Linked DNA regions of Cricetulus griseus: all the other regions are linked to region 1. A link is a contact called in public Hi-C and Micro-C data. All regions are on one chromosome and are shown on one strand. The core of a region is the stretch at or near the end of the contact, and the rest is flanking DNA. Distances in the headings are between cores, read along the strand shown. Region 1 overlaps Plb1 (phospholipase B1, membrane-associated). Region 2 holds the start of Ppp1cb (serine/threonine-protein phosphatase PP1-beta catalytic subunit). Region 3 overlaps Ppp1cb (serine/threonine-protein phosphatase PP1-beta catalytic subunit).

Region 1 (4,658 bases), core at 1,431-3,930:
AGATTTACCCTGTTGTAAAGTGGGGTTCTCAGGTAGATTTCATTTAGAAAAGGGGTTTCACTCCCATGCTCTGAAAATGGAACTGGGGAGATGGTCCAACAAGAAAAATGTCACCATGCAAGCATGAAGGCCTGAGGGAGAACTCTAGCACCCACAGAAGAAGCCAGTTGTGTCAGTGCATGCCTGGAACCCCAGTGTGCTTGTGTCTGTGCACTTCTGTAACCCCAGTGTGCTCATGTCTGTGCACACCTGTAACCCCAGTGTGCTCATGTCCGTGCACACCTGTAACCCCAGTGTGCTCGTGTCCATGCACACCTGTAACCCCAGTGTGCTCGTGTCCATGCACACCTGTAACCCCAGTGTGCTCGTGTCCATGCACACCTGTAACCCCAGTGTGCTTGTATTCATGCACATCTGTAGCCCCAGTGTGCTCCTGTCAGGGTGCACCTGTAACCCCAGTGCTCAGGAGAGACAGAGGTATTCCTGTCTCTGGAGCTTGCTAGCCAACCAGTCTAGCTGAACAGTAAAGCTCAAATTCAGTGGAAGACCCTGTCCCAAAAGATGAGGCATGGAGAGCCACTAAGATAGGTACCTGCTGCCAGCCTCTGGCCTACATGTGCACATACATATCTCTCTCTCTCTCTCTCTCTCTCTCTCTCTCACACACACACACACACACACACACACACACACACACACACACACACACACAGAATTCTAAAACCACTGATATAAAAATCAAAGTGTATTTATGTTTTGGGTCTCCACAAACCCCTCCTTTTCCCTCATTACATCCTTGAAGCATTTGCTTAGATGCGATCGATGCTAGGCACATGAGGCTCAGGCCAGACTCTGTGACCACACAAGAAGAGGGCAGATGATAGAACCAGAGACTGTTTACACTGCAGCACTTGAGGTCATCATCTGCTCCAACACCCCAACGTTTAGAGAGAAGTGATACGGCATAGCCAAGGCCCTACACCTAGTCAATACAAAGTCCATTCAAGTTTTCTCTGGCTCTAGGCAAAAGAAAGGACCCTTTCCTGACAGCCATAATGCGTTCAGGCATTGTAGCTAAGGCCCCCAAAGACAAATCATATGTTTCAATATTGCCAACTCTGAAATACAGAAAGAGGAGAAGCCACAGTGGGAAACAATGCTGCTTAATAGGGAGGAGATGGGTGACTCAAGGACCTCAGGAGCCTCTTCCTCTGCCTGCAGGTTCACTATTCTCCCCAGAACTTCACAGACAACATCAGGAAGGCCCTGGACATCCTCCATGCAGAGGTACGGAGCTTAGACCACACGGGCTGAGTAGCTGCATCACAGCCCTCTTATGTGGCCTCAGGCCTAGACACAGCTCTGGCTTCATTCTGAGACCACCTTGGCCATCGTCTGCCTGCAATGGCATCCTTGGAGAGCCAAGATGAGAGAAAGGAAGTGGGTGGGGCCAGGAAGAAGTCACATGATCTGAGCTCCAGCCCCCATGTGAGAAGCTGATGCTATGTCACCATGTCGTCTTGGTGACCGATTCTGTGTTTCTGCAGGTTCCCCGGGCCTTTGTGAACATGGTGGAAGTGATTGAGATCATCGGCCTGAGGGAATTGTACAAAGAAACTCAAGTCAACTGTCCACGGTTGATCCTCAGGTCTGCTGGAAACTTCTCCTGTGTTTCTGGAAGGGTTGTGGGCTTTAGCAGAATCCCCAGGGCAGAGTGTGGGGATTGTCAGGGTCACCCCACATTATCATCTGACAGGGAACATCTCAGGATTAAAAAAAAAGAAAATCAGTATAGGCTTCAGCAATCTCCCTGAGGGAGCACATATGGCATATCTTCCTGTTTCCATTGCCAAGGCAGCCACAGGACTTAGAGGATGTTAGGAATGGGGTCAGGTCATAGGTAAGACTTGGGGAGCACTCAGACCACTGCTAAGACCCATTTCCAGCACATCCAGAGCAGAGTGACCACCTCCCAGAGGCCTTTCCCCAGAACAGTGTCTCTGACCAGCATGTGTGCACTCCAGGTGGACAAACACAGGGCTACTGTCACTCCTTAGAAGAAAAAAGAGAGAGATCAGAGTCAGCGGGGTCCAGAGGACAGTCTTCTCCTCAGAAGGATGCTCTTGAGAGGCTGGCCTCAGCCTCCAGAACCAACCAAAGATGGCCTTCCTCTAGCACCATTATAAGTGTGTGTGACCTTAAGAAGGAAGCTGCTCTTCTAACCGAAGCATGACTATTTCCCACAAATTCTGCCCTGAAAGGCCTCCCCTGCACCATTTGCCCAGGTTACAGGGGCTGTGCAAACCTTTCTCCCCTGCCCTCTAGCTCTGTGCAAGGCCCCACCACGTTCCTAAGCATACCACGTGGTCATTAGTCACCACCATGTGGTGATTATCCCCCACAGCCTGTGAGCACTGAGTCACTGCAGTACAGAAGAGGGGCTCAGGGGCTGTTTGCTGAATTACTGAATGAATAATTCACAAGGGCCAGCCTTGTTCTTGGAAATTAAGGGGGTACACTGATCCCTGGAGAACTCTGCCAACCCTTGCCTCCCTCGGGGAGTATGGGCAGACAGCACAGGTTCCCTAGAGAAGGCTTCAGGGGACCTCGGAGCAGAACAGGCTGCCTGCCAGTGACGAGTGTCTATTAACACAGCTAGTGTCAGGCACACTATTTTCAACTGCTGACTCATGGGCTAGCTCCCACTTTCTCCAGTCACTGGGACATGCAGGGGATTCAGTATGTATATTCTTTCCACTTCAGAGCAGATTCCCAAGAAGCAACCCCGCCTCGCCACCCACCGTGTGCTACTGGTCATTGCAAAGACTTGTACCCCACTAAAACTCAAAGTTCACAATAGGCATTTGCCAAGTCCATTTGAAGATGAGAGTGTCAATGTTGACGAAATCAAGGGCGTCCTTGTCATGTTACCATGCTCTCCACCTCTCTGCTGTTCTCAGTGGCCAGGCTTCCTCTGTGGTATCCCCGAGGCCAAAAGTCCAGATTTACCAGATGGAACTGCAGACTGGCAGAAACAGTTTAATTCAGAGACTGAGTTCAAAGTCCCCACTGCAATCACATCTATGGCTGTGTGACCTTGAGAACGTTATTTAAGCACTGAGCCTTGGTCATCTCCTCTCCCCCACCCACTTTGTAAATGCAGGGCCATGGTTGTACTAGGGAAGTCTGCTACCACTGAACTATATCCCTAGCCCTTTCTACTTTTATTATATTTATTTATTTACTTACTTACTTATTTTTGGGCAGCATATCTTGCATATCTTGCATATCCCAGGCTGGGTTCAAATTTTCTCTATAGCTGAGAAAGGCCTTAAACTTGTGATTCTCCTGTCTCTACCTCCCAGAGTGCTAGGATTACAGGCAGGGACCACCACACCCAGTTTTGGGGTGTTTGGGACAGAATCCAAAGTTTTATGCATGCTAGACAGACGCCCTCCCCCCTGTGCCACATCCCCCTTGTCATTTTTCTGTTGAGAATAGTATCTTGTTAAGCTGCCCAGGCTGGCTCCAAACTTGTGATCATCTTTCTTAGCCAATGAAATAGCTAGGATGACAGGCTGTGCCAGCTTCAGATTTTTCACCTGTAAAATAAGGTCAATAATAATTTCTGGAATGGCTGAGAGGTTTAAAAATATTAATACATAGTGCTTGGCGTCGTTCATATGTGATGTGTACTAGCAATTATTGCTATTGTTGTCAGTATTTCTGTTTAGGAGGGGGTGTGTGTCTGCACATCTTCACACAACCATCGGATGACTCAGCTCCATAAAATCACTCCTCCAGACATCAGGAGGAAGGTCTTGTTTCCAAGAGCAAGTTTGTGGATGTTTTCTGTGGCTTCCCTTGACCCAGGCTTAGGTTCCTGATGCCTCCAACTTAAAAATTAAATCGAGGCTCAGGCCAAAGCTTTGCATCACTCATTTGGGATGATGACCTTGGGCTGGGGGCATCTCTTTGGTTTTGTTGGCAGGAACCTGTGTCCTTGTGTCCTGAAGTTTGAGGATGACTCGGCAGAATTTGCCGCCCTGGTTGAAAGGAACAGGGAGTATCAGGTAAGCCTGTGTTGACTGAGTGAGTGGTGACTAGGAGGACTGTGCCAATGGAAGCACATTCAAGGATGCTAGCGGCCACACTGCGGCTTCTTTGAAGCTACAGAATGAAGTCACAGAACACACTTCACCAGGCCCCATGGCCCCATCTCCTCCTCCCTTAGGAAGGAATTCAAGTGTTGGTTGAAAGTAGATGGTAAGACATGAGCCTGGTTTCATTGTGTTTCTCCAGCTGTTCCAACCCCTGTGTCTTATCTCCTCCTGCAGAAAAGAACTGAAGAGCTGATCAACAGCCGGCGATATGACACTAGGGATGATTTCACTGTGGTTCTCCAGCCATTCTTTGAAAATGTGGCCGTGCCGCGGACCCCGGTAAAGAAATGATGCGTTGAGGATGAGGCGAGCCCCCAGAGGGTACACAGCTGCATTTTTGCCATCTGTAACTGATCCTCCCTTTCTGCTTGATGACTAGGAGGGCCTGCCTGACAACTCCTTCTTTGCCCCTGACTGTTTCCACTTCAGTGGCAAGACTCATGCCCGCTCAGCTGTTGCCCTCTGGAGGAACATGGTAAGAACTGTGTGGTGTAA
Region 2 (4,316 bases), core at 629-3,128, 150 kb after region 1:
ACTGACCCCAAGTCCTTTGCAAAAGCAGCCAGTGCTCTTAACCTCTGAACCATCTCACCAGCCCCTGTATTTGTTTTTAATTTACCCCAATGGCAAGCATTTATTTAAGTTACTTTAAATCCCTTCTTCTGGAATAAAGTTGGGTATAAATAAAGTGGACTTGAATAAAATACAGTGAAAATGAGCCATCTCTCTACCTCTAAAAATCCCCAAAGCAAACTGCTAGTTTTTACAGATTACTTCAGACTTTATATAATCTACACTAGCCTGTATATTTCCAGGCTAAATTCTAAAATACAGAAATAACTAAGGAGGAATTTAGGAAATTCTAGCATTCATCTTGACAATGTAAAGCACTTGATTAGATAATGTTTTTCCAAAACCACACACACACACACACACACACACACACACACACACACACACACACACACACACACACACCTTAGTTTCTACTCTCCAAGTTTGTGTCAAGCATATCCACATTTGAGAAAGAATACTGCAACTTAGTATCTATCGCTAGATTCCTGGGTTTGAATCCCAGTTCTGATGTTTGTTTGGAGTGAGGCAACTAACTCATTTAGTGTCTCAGTCTTACCCACAAGTAGAGGTAATAATGGTACCTGCCGCCTAGGGCTTGCTGTAAGAATGAAATGAGATGATGTTGCATGACATCTAGATTAGCGCCAGGACATACAATCTCAGTGTAAGCTATTAGTAAGTGAGCAAGGAAAGTACAGGCAGCCTTGCGCTGCCAGCATCATGAAGTCTGAGTTGGGGGTGGGGTGAGGGTGGGGTGAGGAAGAAGCACCGGTTTGGGAATAGGTAAAAGTTTTGACTTGACTTCCTCAAATCCTTACCTAAATCTTTTCCTTGGCTACTCTTCCCTACTGTCCTTTGGTGGCAATTTTAGGTGTTGGAAGGAAAGGCAAGCAACGAATCTTTCCATTTCCCCGAGTTTCTATTTCTCCCTGTATTGTATAAACAAGATACTTGGTGGGTGATGCAGACATGAAGATAAATGAGTTGTGGTTGGTTGGTTTCTTGAGACAGGAACTACTGTAGTATAAGCTGCCCCGTCCTGTTACATAGTTGATGATGACCTTGAGTTTCGGAATCTCCCAAGTGTAGGGATTACAGGCATCTCATGCCTACAAATGTGATTTTATCCTCTAGGAACCAAGTACAGCAGAAAAAAAAAAAGTTCAACTATCACAAGATAAGAAGATTAAGGCATATAATAGAGCAATATACAAAAAGCACTTATGGAAAAGTGCTATCTAGAGTGTTTGGAGATAGATACAAGATACGATAAAAGGGCTACAGAGGCAGAAACCAGAGCGTGTATTATCTTATTACTGCTGAATGGGGCCCACTTTGATGCTTGTTTCACCCAGGGCCACCTGGAGAATCAGCCACACTGGTAAAACGATAAAGAACACTTTATTTGCTATATCAGTATTTTTTAGCAGAGTCGTCTCGTTCTGCTTCCAACAAACCTGGGTTTCCAAGATGGGCAACCGCAGCGCACACACGGTTCCAGATTAGCGGAAACATGAGGAATTGTTTGCAAGGGCAGTGAATGAAGCCAAGAAAAGAAAAGCAAGGCGGGAGGGACGCAATCGCTAACTCTGCAGAGAAGAGGAAGGTCATTCGTGCCTACGCGGGCTCCGCGTTCGCTCTGCGCAGCAAGGCTGGCTCCTCCCTGCGCCTGAGCAGTCGTGACGGCTCGGCCAGCGGACCTGGGGCGGGAGGGAGCCGCACCTGCGCGTTGGCTGCGGCGGAGGCGAGGGCGGGGACGGGGCCGCGGGAGGGGGACGTGGCGCGCGTGCGCACGGCTCTGGCGGCTCGGCGGGGCGGCGGGCCAGGGCGGAGGGAAGGGAGTGACGCTGAGGGCGGGGCTGCCCGCGGCGCTGGCGAGCATTGCGGAGCTGGGCGGTGCCGAGCAGGAGGAGCCGCCGGAGGAGGAGGCGGAGGCGGAGGCGGAGGCGGTGGCGGCTGCTGGGGTCTGATGCGCTCGGTTCGTGGGGCCCGGCTTGTTTATTTAATTATTTCTAGTGGGCTTCTCCCGGCGTGTGCGCGCGCTCTCGCTGCTCGGCGGGGAGGGGTGGGGGGAGGGCCCGCGCCCGGGGGGAGTTGGAGCCGGCCGGGGTCGAGACGCCGCGTGACTCGTAGGTGAGAGCGCCGAGCCGCCGCCGCCGCCGCCGCCGCCGCGAAGCCCTTGTTCCCGCTGCGGGGAGGAGAGTCTGGTGCCGACAAGATGGCGGACGGGGAGCTGAACGTGGACAGCCTCATCACCCGCCTGCTGGAGGGTGAGTGCGAGTGCGGCGCCGGGCCGCGGGCCCCTCCCGCTCGAGCCCAGCCCGGGCTGGGGGCCCCAGGAGGCCCGGAGCGGAGCGCGGGGTGACGGGCGAGCCAGCGGAGAGGCGGCGCCGCGGCCCGGGGCTCGTCGGCGGGTACAGCCTTCCCGGAGGCCTCTGTGCTGCCTCCCTCCGCTAGCCCTTCCAAAGAAGCGGCGGCGATGCCTGCCGCTGCGTGTTGTGTGTCCGTGGAATGTGTGTTTCTTCTCCGCTCTTTGTGCGCTGCCCTTGGCTGCCTCCGATTGTCGTTCCGGTAGTGAATTTTACGGAAAAAAAAAAAAAAAGAGAGAGAGAGAGAAGCCCTTCCCAAGTGAGGCTCTCGGGTCGTTTGCATTTTTTTACTGGATGCTCTAGAAGGGCTTAAGGAGAGGACAGGATGCATAGTTCACTATTTATTATCTGGCGTACAAAAATAGTGAAAAATCTTGGATCGGGTTGGAGATGTCCGTTAGAAATACGAAACGTCTGGATACCTGGGGCTGAAGGGATTGATGTGGGGGGCTTAAAATCATAACATGTTTGAGCCGAGTTTAAATTCTGCACAAACTTAGTAAATGCCTGTTGTAACAGCCTCTCTCGGGCTTAGTCTTCGCAGCACTTAAGTTCCGGGTTCTCATGCTTTTTATAGTTAGTTTGGTGTTGGTGGGAACATAAGGAGGAAAGAGAAGACTAGATGGAGAGACCGGTAATTAAATGTATTGATCCGTTGCGGGACACTGTTCAAAGTTAAAGCGGGTCTTGGTCAAAATAATCCTTTTACTCAAAAATTCGCTTCGCTACTAATTGTTTGGGGAATGTGTAAAAAAGAATTGTCTTTTTGGATGATTAAGAGCCCTCTTTATTGGACACCTAATGAATGCGTGTATGCTGCTTTTGTTTACTACAGCGAAGCAGTTTGTACTTATGTTTGGAAATTTACCAAAGAGGATTGTATGGAGAGGGGTGACTTTTTTTCAACTGAAGTACACCGTATCTATCCCTTGCAAAGATCTCTGTATATTTGCTCCAGATATTAAAGCCTTCCTGAAGGCTGAGAAGGAAGTTTTTTTTTTTTTTTTTTTTTTTTGTACCGGGAATTCTTATTTACCTTTTCCTTTAGTATCATGTTATTCCTGGGAGGCCCCCTGGTGCTTGCTGTGTTCACTACTCGGGACTTTGTGGTCTTTAACTGGTGGGAACATCTTTATGTGTCTGTGAGAAACTTGTTTAGAAAAAGAATTGTGCTTATAGGAGAAGGTGAATTTAAGCCTACCGCTGTTTTCATATACTTAAATTAAGTTTTAAATTTGATTGTATCTTAGTTTATTCATATTTAATTTTTTATAAATACATTATAGCAGAGTCATGTATTTTAAACTGATCTAGAACCCTTTCAATTAAATGTACCTTTATATGATTACAGATACTTAAACTTTAGTAGAGAAAAGGGGGAGAGCAGCCTAATACTTGGTTCTAGCTTCAGTCACCCCCACTCCCAGCCCCCTCCTTTTTGGGTAAGAATTTCTTGTCAAGATACATTGTTCTATTCTTCTAATATAGCAAGTGTCTATTGACTCCTCCGTGCCAGGCACCAGGAATCCAAAGATAAGACACAATCTCCACTCAAGGCACTCAGTATAAACAAGTGACTTAAGCATTTTCTAGCCTTCTTGCTCTTCCGTTGTTGAACATACGATTTACTAGTGGTTTGTCTGGTGGTTTTTGTTGTTGTTTTACATTTTTGTTCCTGTATGCAATTGAAGTTTGTTTACCTTGACATCTCCCTGTTACTCTGAAATATTACCCGTCCCTCCCTTCCTCCCCAAATCTAGACCTGTTCAAATAACTGTCAAAAACTTGGATTTTCTAGTGAGTAATTTTAGTCTTAATTTTTTTTTTGTCTATTTTGGTTTTCAGAGGTGTTATGTGCTAATTTAACTCATCAAGTTGCTCCTGTGCAAAGTTGCCTAGCAGAGT
Region 3 (4,732 bases), core at 770-3,269, 180 kb after region 1:
GACAGACAGGTTAGACGCAACAGAAACATTTAGTTACTTTACAGAAGGTGAAAAGGCTGCTGTCTATAGTATGTTAAGAAAAATGGGCAGATCTTAGAAAATAGCTAAAATCAGTGAAACACATCCATAACTCATCAGATTACAAACAAAAATGACAGATATGGAAACTTAGTGCTTTTAGGATGTGGGGAAATGGGCATTCAAAATCTCTGCTGAGTAAAAGAGTTATAGAATCTTGAGTGCCAGTATGGCAGTGTCCGTGGCCTTGTAGCTTGTATTAATTCTTGAGATACTAGTTTATAATCTGTATGTGGTTTTGTTTGTTTTTTTTTAAGACAGGGTTTCTCTTCGTAGCTTTGTAGACCAGGCTGGCCTCAAACTCTCAGAAATCTGCCTGCCTCTATCTCCCGGTGCTGGGATTAAAGGCCTGTTATATATTCTTTTAAGTCTTATATTGGTTTTAGCCCAAGACAAAAATTTAGGACTTTAAGATTGAATAATCTAGTTATAACAAGGAAAATTATTGCATAGAAAGTAGCATTTTTCTGGATTTCACACAAAACAGGAAGTGGTATAAATACAGCATGCTGGCTTTTCATTTGATAATGCAGGTATTCTTTGTAATGGTTGTGGTTTTCTTTTTGTTGTTGTTGTTGTTTTTTTAAGATTTTATTTATTTATTATATATACAGTCTTCTGCCTGCATGCCAGCAGAGGGCACCAGATCTCATTCAAGGTGGTTGTGAGCCACCATGTGGTTTCTGGGAATTGAACTCAGGACCTCTGGAAGAAGAGTCAGTGCTCTTAACCGCTAAGCCATCTCTCCAGCCCTGGTTATGTGTTTTTAAAAACACTTTTATATACTTAAGACAGCTTCAGTAGTTTGCCATATGCAAAAATGCCCTTCATTATGCTTGTTTCTTTTAAAAAGTTTTTTAATTTTCAATTTTAAACCAACTTTTTCTTACTCCAGATTTTTTTTTCCCATTCTGCTTGTTTCTGAGTAATCTACCTTGAAGCCATGTAACTTGAAAGTGTTCAGTGTGCTTTTTTAAACTACTCAGATACTCACTAATGGGGCAATACTTTCCTTTTCCCAGGCTGCCACTTCTATCTCAGGGTTCCACTGAGTTCATTATCAGCCTGTTAGAAGAAGGAGCTGGCGCTCGGGCACCTGGTTTAGAGGAGGACCTCATCCCTTTTTAGGGGTTGCTGGTCCTTTTTGTTGGGAACAAGGGTGGGCAGACACTGAGTGAGTGCCATTAGCACTCAGAGATCTGTGATGTCCCAAGCTTGAGTTGCAGGATTAAGTAGGGGTTGGGGTATCTCCTAGCCTCAGCAGCCTGAAGGCCTCAGGGTTAAGACTCCCAGCATAGTGCCAAAGAAGCAGCTCTGGGCAATGGCTCCTAATTGGTCCCTGGGTTTGGGGAAAGTCACCAGGGACTGCAGAGCGGTGGTCATTATGTATGGTTGAGTTGGGAGTAGTGGGCGACCGTGTTCTCCTTGGACTGGAACTGCTTGTGGAAGGGTTCCCTGGCATCCAGGCCTTGAGTCACCCCAGTGTTGGCTCACTTGTCCCAACTTGGAGGACCTTGATTCAGGGCCTATTGCAGAATCATTATGGTTAGGTTCTGGGCCCTACAGATTCAGTGTACTTAAGTACTTTGTATTCTTTTTCTCTGTGCGGTTTTATTAAATCTGTGTGTGGTGCTTTGTACAGTGTCCATCTTTACATCAAAAGCAGTTGTTTAAAACTTTTCTGGAAATGTTCATTCTCTTAAAATTTATAAATTTTAAGTTATTTAGTTATTTGTAGATGTTCTAAAAATTACAGATTCTCCTGGATTTATGGTGGGGTTATAGCCCAGTAAACATTAAGTTGATAATAATATAAGGCCAAAATATGTTTGAAGCACTGATGCCGAACACTGTGGTTTGATACATTACACTGTAAATCATCAGTCCTTTATTGTCATGATCAGTGTGGCTGCTGGATAGTTACAGCTTGCTGCTGCCACCTAGCATCTCCCGAGTGTTGTGCCACGTTTCACTAGCTTGGAAAAAGCTCAGAGTTCAAACTACAGTCTACTGACTACACAGTGCTTTTGCACCACCATGAAATCAGAACCTTCTAAGTTAAAACATTTTAAGTCAGTGATTGTCTATATTTCATACAATTACCCCTTCGAATGTTATTTAATATTAGCAATAGCTTGAAGGTAATAGAAGTTCTTTGTATTTTAGTTCTTGATATTTGGTATAACAATATGATTTAAGTTAGCTACTAGCTAATGAGAGTAACTGTGTCAGTTACTATTTTATAAGAAGTTGCCTGAAATTTTTGTGATGTATGACAATATTAGTTTTTCATCTCAGTTTCTATAGGGTAGGAATTCAGACTCAACTTTGCTAGCTCTTCAGATTCTGAGTCTCTCATGACACTCCACTCAGCAAGTGGTCTGGGTCTTAGACATCTACAGGCTGAGCTGTGAAAATGTTCAGTTCTGTGTAGGCTACTGGACTTCAGGCCTTTATTCCAACCAAATGAGCTGCTGGCCAAAGTCTCCTCCATTCTTTGTAAGACAGCAGCTTTATCAGCAAGCATGGGAGAGAAGGTGTGAGGTTGCAAGCATGACAAAAGTCACAGTGATTTGTAAATGAGACTTAGAAGTGACTGGCCTTACTGTTTGTTAGCAATAAGTCTAGATAGTGACCTATGCTTTAAGGGGAAGGAAGTATACAAAGTTCCTAACTGTCATAGAAGCTTCATAAAACTAATCCATTTGTCTTACCTGACTTTTTTTTTTTTTTAGGAGATATTCATGGACAGTATACAGATTTACTGAGATTATTTGAATATGGAGGTTTTCCACCAGAAGCCAACTATCTTTTCTTAGGCGATTATGTGGACAGAGGAAAGCAGTCTTTGGAAACCATTTGTTTGCTGTTGGCTTATAAGATCAAATACCCAGAAAACTTCTTTCTCCTAAGAGGAAACCATGAGTGTGCCAGCATCAATCGAATTTATGGATTCTACGATGAGTGTAAGTGGGATTTAAAACTTAGGAGAGTGCTAAGATTCCACATACTTTTACAGTTCAAATGAATTTCTTCAATTCAGGGGAGCTGTGATGTTTTAATTTGGTCTTAGATAGAGGCCTAGAAAGAAAAATGTAAAGCTAGGAAATACCTTCAATTGTTTTCTTGGCATCTCCTTGGTCATGTTTCAGATTGGCTGCAGCTTAGTTGGCTGAAGGAGGTCCTTTTAATTAGTTTACCCAGTAAGATACCTGAGTGAAACAAGCACAGGTCACTATAGACAGTGGCATTAATTCATGTGTATGTACAAGAATGTGCACAGGCACACTTCATGCATGGTATCATGACATGCATTTGGAGGTCAGAGGATGGCTTGCAGTTGGTTCTTTGTACCTCAAGGTCTTAGCAGTTAGGAGCCCTGGATGACCTTCCGGAGGACTCCGGTTGGTTTCCCAGAACCCCCATCAGGAGACTTACAAACACAGCCTTTAACTCCGGTTTTAGGGAATCTCATTCTCTCTGTGGTCTTGGCAGTCACTTCATACATGTAGTCATACACAGAAGCAAGCAAGCACACATATATAACATAAATAAAAATAAATAAAAGTCAAATTTTAATTTGTTTATAGACCTAGAGAGCTAGGGTTATCGTTGTTATTGTGCTCTTGTTTTTTAATCAGTAGGAAATCTGACCTGCTGTGTGTAGTGGTCTTTCCAGTGTTGTTAGCCTACATTTAGCTTTGATTTTTCAGTTTAATTATATTGAATATGGGAGTAAAAGCATTTGGTCATTTATAGTTTTCTAATTAAGTATATTTTTGACTGCTAAATTATCCATTTGAATCTACTTTTTTTTTTTTCCTTTCTTAAATATGGTAGAGTCATCATCAAATTCATAGCTCCTTGATTCCTGTAATATAACAAATCTCTATAAATGTGTTATATATGCCAGTCACTTCTGACACTGAAATGTGGTGATACTCAGGGCAAGTTACTCTTGTGTGTGTGTGTTGTGTTTTGAAACAGGTTTCTCTATTGTTTTGGCGGCTGTCCTGGAACTAGCTCTGTAGACCAGGCTGGCCTCGAACTCACAGAGATCCACCTGCCTCTACCTCCCAAGTGCTGAGATTAAAGGCGTGTGCCACCAACACCCGGCCCATAAGTTACTCTTCAATAAACAAAAACATGGAATTTATAATTGTGATGATTCCAAATTTGATTTTTATATTTTTGTGATCTGAATGAAGCTAGACTTGTACAAGTAAGCTGAAATGCACGGGAGCTGAAGAGATGACTCAGTGGTTCAGAGCACTGGCTGTTCTTCCAGAAGACCCGGTTCAATTCCCAGCACCCACATGGCAACTCACAACTGTTTGTAACTCCTGTTCCAGGGGATCAAGCACCCTCACTTAGACATGCATGTGGACAAAACACCATTGTACATAAAATACAAATAAATACATTCTTAAAAAAAAAAAAAAAAAAAAAACTACAGAGAGGCTGGAGAGATAGTTTAGTGGTTAATAGCACTTGTTGCTCTTTCCAAACTGAACTATACCCAGGTTCAGTTCCCAGAACCCATAACTATCTGTAATTCCACACATAGTATATAGTACATGCAGAGAAAAGAAAGGAAGGAAGGAAGGAAGGAAGGAAGGAAGGAAGGAAGGAAGGAAGGAAATCAAATTCTACC

The links. Hi-C and Micro-C count contacts between places; a contact is called where the count stands out from the background.
Region 2: a Micro-C map of the CHO-K1 cell line shows a contact between it and region 1, with 5 times the contacts expected there. The contact joins the promoter of Ppp1cb here to the enhancer-like site in region 1. A contact is called at or near these places in 4 of 8 Hi-C or Micro-C datasets (the CHK-Q cell line, the CHO-K1 cell line and fibroblasts).
Region 3: a contact with region 1 is called in a Hi-C map of liver, with 2.1 times the contacts expected there. The contact joins two enhancer-like sites. A contact is called at or near these places in 2 of 8 Hi-C or Micro-C datasets (the CHK-Q cell line and liver).

What each region holds. Positions count from the first base shown.
Region 1 is chr7:12,162,118-12,166,775 of CriGri-PICRH-1.0, reverse strand. It overlaps Plb1 (phospholipase B1, membrane-associated), which reads left to right. Exons shown (of 51, transcript XM_027424423.2): 17 at 1,222-1,287; 18 at 1,548-1,648; 19 at 3,992-4,073; 20 at 4,338-4,442; 21 at 4,543-4,638. Among named protein-coding and RNA genes, the nearest start is that of Plb1, 42 kb to the left of the region's middle. Within about 2 kb of position 2,680, at least 2 of the 6 cell types and tissues checked have open chromatin away from gene starts, as enhancers often do. A contact at or near this core is called in the CHO-K1 cell line and fibroblasts, where this site is marked.
Region 2 is chr7:12,008,223-12,012,538 of CriGri-PICRH-1.0, reverse strand. It overlaps Ppp1cb (serine/threonine-protein phosphatase PP1-beta catalytic subunit), which reads left to right and starts at 1,878. Exons shown (of 9, transcript XM_027424422.2): 1 at 1,878-2,020; 2 at 2,176-2,312. The coding sequence starts at 2,261.
Region 3 is chr7:11,986,233-11,990,964 of CriGri-PICRH-1.0, reverse strand. It overlaps Ppp1cb (serine/threonine-protein phosphatase PP1-beta catalytic subunit), which reads left to right. Exons shown (of 9, transcript XM_027424422.2): 4 at 2,814-3,044. It also overlaps the pseudogene LOC118239131. Among named protein-coding and RNA genes, the nearest start is that of Spdya, 20 kb to the right of the region's middle. Within about 2 kb of position 2,019, at least 2 of the 6 cell types and tissues checked have open chromatin away from gene starts, as enhancers often do.